Regions from separate parts of the Mus musculus genome. Here region 2 is linked to region 1. A link is a contact called in public capture Hi-C data. All regions are on one chromosome and are shown on one strand. The core of a region is the stretch at or near the end of the contact, and the rest is flanking DNA. Distances in the headings are between cores, read along the strand shown. Region 1 overlaps 5430437J10Rik (RIKEN cDNA 5430437J10 gene). Region 2 has its middle 20 kb from the start of Gm41259.

Region 1 (3,058 bases), core at 407-2,906:
GGCTATCCTCCTTTTTTTTTGCCACAAGGAGATAAAAATTATTAGCTTGCTAAAGGTGCACTTGTTAAAGTTAACTTATTGAAGAAAGCAGACACTGAAGTGATGCTAAGCATCCCAAAGCATGTCTTCTGTCCATGTCTCTCAAAGAAGATGGACTATGTCAGTGTTTTCTCCAATAGAAATAAGTTTAGAAGACTTTCTTGACTTGTGACTGTTATCTTACATGGGCATGGTATTCAACTGTCCTCCAAATGCTTAGGTTTATACTCATAGATCAGTGCTGTTCTAAGTCTAAGTTTCTTTTTGCAGCAGGCAACAGCTAGTTTAGAGATCTACAACTAGTCACACTCCAGAGAGTAAATAGTCAGAGAGTGCTTGTTCCTCAACCAGATCTCTCTATTCTACCCATGATGAGGCTCAAGGACCACTGTGGAAGGAGATGGGAGGACATATTTAAGAGCCAGAGTTTGGCATGGAGTGCTAAGAAGATTTCCTATGGGACAATAACATGACTCTGATGCTGAGCCTGATGACCTAGATTTCTTTCTACGATCCATATGGCCAGTAGGGGAGAACCAGTTCCTGTAAGTTGTTTTCTGATCTCTACATATAGTGAACGTGTTCACATGTATGCACAACCCTACACAGTAACACCTCTCCTTATATGCACACACAGAAAATAAAGCATAAAGCAGCTTTAAAAATAATATCTTCTGGACACAACACAGTGTTTGCACGTGTGAACTCACTGCAGTAGTGTTACCCACCTAAGACCTACACAAGACTGGAACCTCACTTTCCTCTAGTACCTGTTGGAGGCTCCTGAGGCTTCACCCCTCACTGAAGGACTACAGCCAGTTAATAGGTTTGGGGGGAAAGAGTTCATTTTCTGTGTCAGTATATCCACTGGTAAGTTGTCTATATTCCAGTTAATGACCCTCCACTCATACCCATTCAAGCAACTATAACTAAATCCATTGGATAAGAAAGAAATGTCATCAAAGTAGGAGGGGCCTTGTTGGAAAGAAAAAAGGTTTCAGGAGACAAAGCAAGAGATAAGAGAAAGAGAAGATAAGATGGGATGGATAAGAAATACATAAGAAGGTGTGAAAATGCCCCCCAAGTTCAGTGTGTACATATACAAAATTGGTGAAGAATAAAAAATAATCTTGGTTTGTATCACACAAAATTTGAGAGAAAATATTGGTGCTTATAATATACAAAGAGAACGTGTATCTTACATGCATGCTGTAATGTTTAAATATATCAAATGTGAAGGGAAATTCACATTGTTGCTAAAGCTGGAGATGTAGCTTTAGTGGCAGATGTTAGGCCTTGGGTTCAATCCGTCACAGAACAAAATTCAATACCCTTCTCAGGTTTCTCTATCACATCAGTATCCTTGTTTGCTAGCAAGGTCAGGAAGATAATGCCTGTATTTGACTTTGCCAAATGGAGAATTCTGGACCCTTCCTATGCTTTGGATCTACTTTGGTGACGGGTTTCATTCTCCATAGGTCTCAGCCATGACTTACCACAGTTGACACTTCTTTCCTGTGTCACATTGGGTATGTCTCTCCCCAGAGCTGATGACTGGTGGTCAAAGCTGCTCTAAGCAGAGGTCATACTGCTGTGGCTAACACCAGCAGTTAAACACACTGCCGCTGCCTGCGAGAGGCCCTTGCACTTCCTTGTTCTTTAAAAAGTCACATTATGTTGTGGGACTAGCTTGTAAAATTTTTGTGGGCAATCAGAAACCCTTGAAGTTTTCACACAGAGAAAGGAAAAGGTTTGCCCCGTGAGAAAGCCAGGGCTGGGTATTTTTGTCCTTTTCTTTCTAGTGCAAGCCGTCTGAGGGAAGATTCTTCATGGCAAAACAGTTCATCAAAACTGAGACCAGGGCTGAAGAATGGTCTGTGCTTCCTGTATTTACTGTTCGCAGTGATGTATGTGTGCGTTTTAGGAACTTTGAACGTCTAGTTGAGTCTGTACTTTTTGTGGCTTGTCTGGGCTCAAATTCACAACCTCATGAAGAGTTATTTTATTGGCTAAAAATGAACTCTGCCCCTTCACTATCAGATACTACAAATGGAGATAGCACAAGCCTTTGAAAACGCTTTATAATGTAGTTGAAAGGGAAACCACTCCATTCAACTTGTTCAGAGATCTGAAAAAAAACATGAACAGTGAGGTTTGATAGGAGGCCACATTGGCGTTTGATGTGAAATGGCTTTCTGAGAAGCATTTCCCCCTCACAACAGGACTAATTATTGTTGGGTCCCTTCTTGACACTTACTTTTTTTTTTTTTTTCCTGGTAATCAAGTTTCCTTTTCCTTAAAACACAAGCTAGAGCTCCGTGATTGGTCGACTCTCCCCACAAACTCACCGCTATGATTGTCCTCCAGTTAGGAGATTTTGGAAATCCCCCTGACATCCTTTTTTTCTTTTTTACCAAATATGTCTCTAGTTGTGTGGCTATGAAATTTTATCCCAAGGGCTGCCTGGCTCTTTCTGACTTTAGTACACACCGAAGTTCATCGTTTGTCTTAATAGCACAGTCCAGAATTCATAAAGCAGTTCCTAGTGGGACAGTGGCCACAGGTCCTCTCAAATAAGATTGCTTAACATTCTTTTAATGTGAGAAGAAAGCTCTGGAGAGTTACCATTTCTTCTCTGGCCTGTGGGTGGTGTTCAGGTGAATCAGAAGTGTGCCAGCATTGCCAGGGAGTTCGACCTAACTTTTCTCTGTCCCTCTGGGGCCTTTAAGATGATAACATCGAGTTATCGGCCTGCTTAAAGAGGTAGCTATTACTCCGAATTCCTTTGAAGTGTTGAAGAAAGAGACGACACTGCTCTTCACTGCCTTTGGCTCCTTCACACGGTGTCTACTTTCTGCTACCTTGGTACTAAAGTTAGGCCTACTCCTTCAGAAGACTGTTGCAGTCTTCCAGTGACCAAGAAATCTTGATGAAGCTATATGGTGTACCCATTGAGGAGGACATTTGTAACTTATCCAGGGACTTCTGGAAGTACAAGCATAAGAGTTAAAGGTTGATT
Region 2 (3,120 bases), core at 549-3,048, 550 kb after region 1:
CCATTGGAGCCAATATTTGTCAATTTTTCAGATTGCTAAGTGGGTACCAAGTCTAACTATATGAAATAACAGTAATAATCCAGAAAATGATAGGGCTATGATTGACCATGCGACCCAGCCACTCTGATACTATTTTACAAACAGCATAAAAGGCTCTCAGAGAGACATAGCATTCAGAAAACTTGTTAGCGGTAGAATGTCTCAACTGCCAATACCTCTATGTAAATGTAGACTGGTTTACTCTGATACTGTGTCATCATTTCCCAGAAAATGTCCTGAACTTGGAAGATAGGAAGGCAAGTAACAGTTCTTAAAACATGATTTATTTGAAAGGATTAAAATCTGGAGAGGCCTGAGGTATATAAGAAATAGAAAAGAAGACCTATAGGGAGCCGCAAAGTAAATCATACACTGGTACCAATTAATACAGACAGGAGAGACATTTAGAGAAAGAGAGTGATTTTTCCATTGAGTCATGTACCAAAGCGTCCATTAAATCACATCCCAGCTACCTAAGGCCTCCAGCTATGAGAGAATGCAACGGCATCGGCTCCTATCTTGAGTCATGAAGATGAGTAGAAAAGCACAGCAGGCCAGAGGGAGGAATGATGAATAGTGAGAAGGAATTAACACAGTCGTCCTCTGTGGAGTGATTCAACTTCTGTTCTCTAGGTAGAAAGAATACATCATGTTGAATTCTCCAAGAGAGGGAAATGAAAATATATAGCTGGAAATTCATGAATAATCAATTAAACAGTGATTTTCATGAGGTCTGTTTTATTGAGGCATATTAAGACATAGTTCCAAAGTCACTAACTAGGATCATTGCTAAAGTGATCACTTTACATAGAAGAAAAAAGTACTTGAAAGTAATTTATCTTGCAGGCTGTTGCTGGTGCATACCTTTAATCACAACACTAGGGAGACAGAGGCAGGTTTAGCCTGGTCTACACAGTGAGTTCAAGGCTAGCCAGGGTTATGCAGAAAACCCTTATTCAAAAAATAAAGCAACACAATTATCTCAATCTAATTATTCTAATCTGAGTAGAGGGAGTGTGGCTCCAATATGTTATTCTAATCTGAGTAGAGGGAGCGTGTAGCTCCGATATGTTATTCTAATCTGAGTAGAGTGAGCGTGGCTTCCTCCAGGCTCTTATGTCAAGTATTCATATCAGACAACCCTTTCCAAGGGTAGAATTCAAACTACTCCATCTGGGCTGTCAAAATGTAGCTATCCCCACCTTCTACAGGGCTTTAAGCAAGAGAACAAACTGAGGTCTACATGCCATATGTGTGTCTACTAAGAAGATATGAATCAAACAATCTCGCTTTAAGATGCTCTACCCTCCTCTCTAGCTAACTGTACCAACAAAACTATAATTTAGAAACATTCATGAAGTTATGGATTTTATATAGCTAAAAATTAGTATAAGTATCAAAGACAGGTTCTTACTTTGTAATAATACATCCGTCATGTTTATTAGTCAGTGACTTTGAGTTATAAAACATGCATAACACAATGTATATTTATATATTAAAACTTGCTTTCATTTCCTTATTTTTTGCTCAGTAGCCCATTTTGATAAATATGTTTTCCATAATGTTTAAATATGTTTCCATTCTAATAACAGCAACAATCTAACAGTTTGAAAAATATCAGGCAAATATACTCAAAATATTACTAATTTGAATATTTTATCTAGTATACTTTTACTTTCATTAAGATGTTCCTAGTCTCTGCAGTACCGTTTTTAAAACATTGCATAATCAGAAGTGTGCTTCCACCAGAAGGCTCAGTGGTAAAGTCACTTAATAGCATAGTCCTTAACACGGCACGTGTTAGAGTTCTGAGTATGATCCTTGAACTTACCCACTGAACAGAAAACTGATTTTGTAGTTATGCAGTTTCCAACTATGTAGTTTTATCTATTAAAAATTTTGCTTTTTGTTACAAGAATCATAAAGAATGGACATTCTGTGATAGTCAATAAATGAATTAGTAATTACACATTGCTTAAAGATAATAAAGGTTTTTACTAAAATTATCTATTAATAATTATAGAAAAATCAACTTTAAATCAGTACATTTTAAATAGACATTTCGTTTAAGTTTTAAAACTTGTAATACTATCAATTTGAAAATACCAACAAACAAAAGTAACATTTCAGTCCATAGTTGATTCCTTAAATCAATACTTTGAATAGAGCTAATAATATCTACAATTGAATAGAGCTAGTAAAATCTAACAATTTTTAATTTGACTTGATAAGGCAAATAGTAAAGAATTGTATTTACCCTAGAAATCTGAGAGTAAATTGAAAAATACAGTTTTTACATATACAAAGAAAAACTTAGTTCTAATCTCACATTAAGACTTCTGAAAGAGAAGAAGGACACAACAATTCGTTATCCAACACCAAATGGTCAGCGGGAGGGAAAGCACTCATTAGGTATCGTAGAGACTGAGCAGGCTGTAGTTAGAGCATATGTATATATTTAAGTGGAAGATCCTGGTTATGTCATGTGACGCAGGCTCACCTGATGCTTCGCTAAGGCAGACTCACATGGTATTTTCCGGAGGCAAGACCCATGGGAGGACACACGATGTTTGTAGAGTATAAATAGGACTCAATGGATAGTGACAGGGTGCTTACATAGCTAGGTTGGCAACACTTCATTGGTCTTGCGTCTTTATTGATCAGTTATATCAATTTTTCAAATCCCAGTATGCCAAACAATCTGGAGAATAATTTTTAAATACTGAAAAAATACTTAAAGTAAGAAACAAGTTTCTTAGTTTTGAGGAACAAAATGTAATTATTTTACCCCCAAATGCTTTTAAAGGAGCAGTTATCCAAAGGTCAGGTATAAGGGAGACCAGAGAGACAGGGAGGAAGGGAAGAAATGCCTGTGTACCTGGGACGCAATCACTGTGTGGGTGCTCAGTCTCACTGACAAGGAATTGAAACATGGACACAGAAAGATACTCGGTTTATAATTTATCATTGTGAGAGGGAGGGGAAGTGCCCTGCCTCTCCTACTAAATGTTTTGTGGGACATAGAGAGTTGCACTTTTAACAGAGTCCAAATCAAATGATATGCTTTGGAGGACAAAACAC

What was found. Capture Hi-C pulls out chosen DNA fragments and counts their contacts.
Region 2: a capture Hi-C map of bone marrow-derived macrophages shows a contact between it and region 1, with 8 times the contacts expected there. The contact joins two enhancer-like sites. A contact is called at or near these places in 3 of 484 Hi-C or Micro-C datasets (the Ba/F3 cell line, CD4 T cells and bone marrow-derived dendritic cells), 2 of 115 datasets of contacts at active chromatin or transcription factors (bone marrow-derived macrophages and embryonic stem cells) and 1 of 9 other capture datasets (bone marrow-derived macrophages).

What each region holds. Positions count from the first base shown.
Region 1 is chr15:5,515,750-5,518,807 of GRCm38.p6, forward strand. The region is part of intron 1 of 5430437J10Rik (RIKEN cDNA 5430437J10 gene); the gene reads left to right. Among named protein-coding and RNA genes, the nearest start is that of 5430437J10Rik, 21 kb to the left of the region's middle. Within about 2 kb of position 1,657, at least 91 of the 459 cell types and tissues checked have an H3K27ac peak or open chromatin away from gene starts, as enhancers often do. A contact at or near this core is called in bone marrow-derived macrophages, where this site is marked.
Region 2 is chr15:6,063,508-6,066,627 of GRCm38.p6, forward strand. No RefSeq gene overlaps it. Among named protein-coding and RNA genes, the nearest start is that of Gm41259, 20 kb to the left of the region's middle. Within about 2 kb of position 1,799, at least 1 of the 459 cell types and tissues checked has an H3K27ac peak or open chromatin away from gene starts, as enhancers often do. A contact at or near this core is called in bone marrow-derived macrophages, where this site is marked.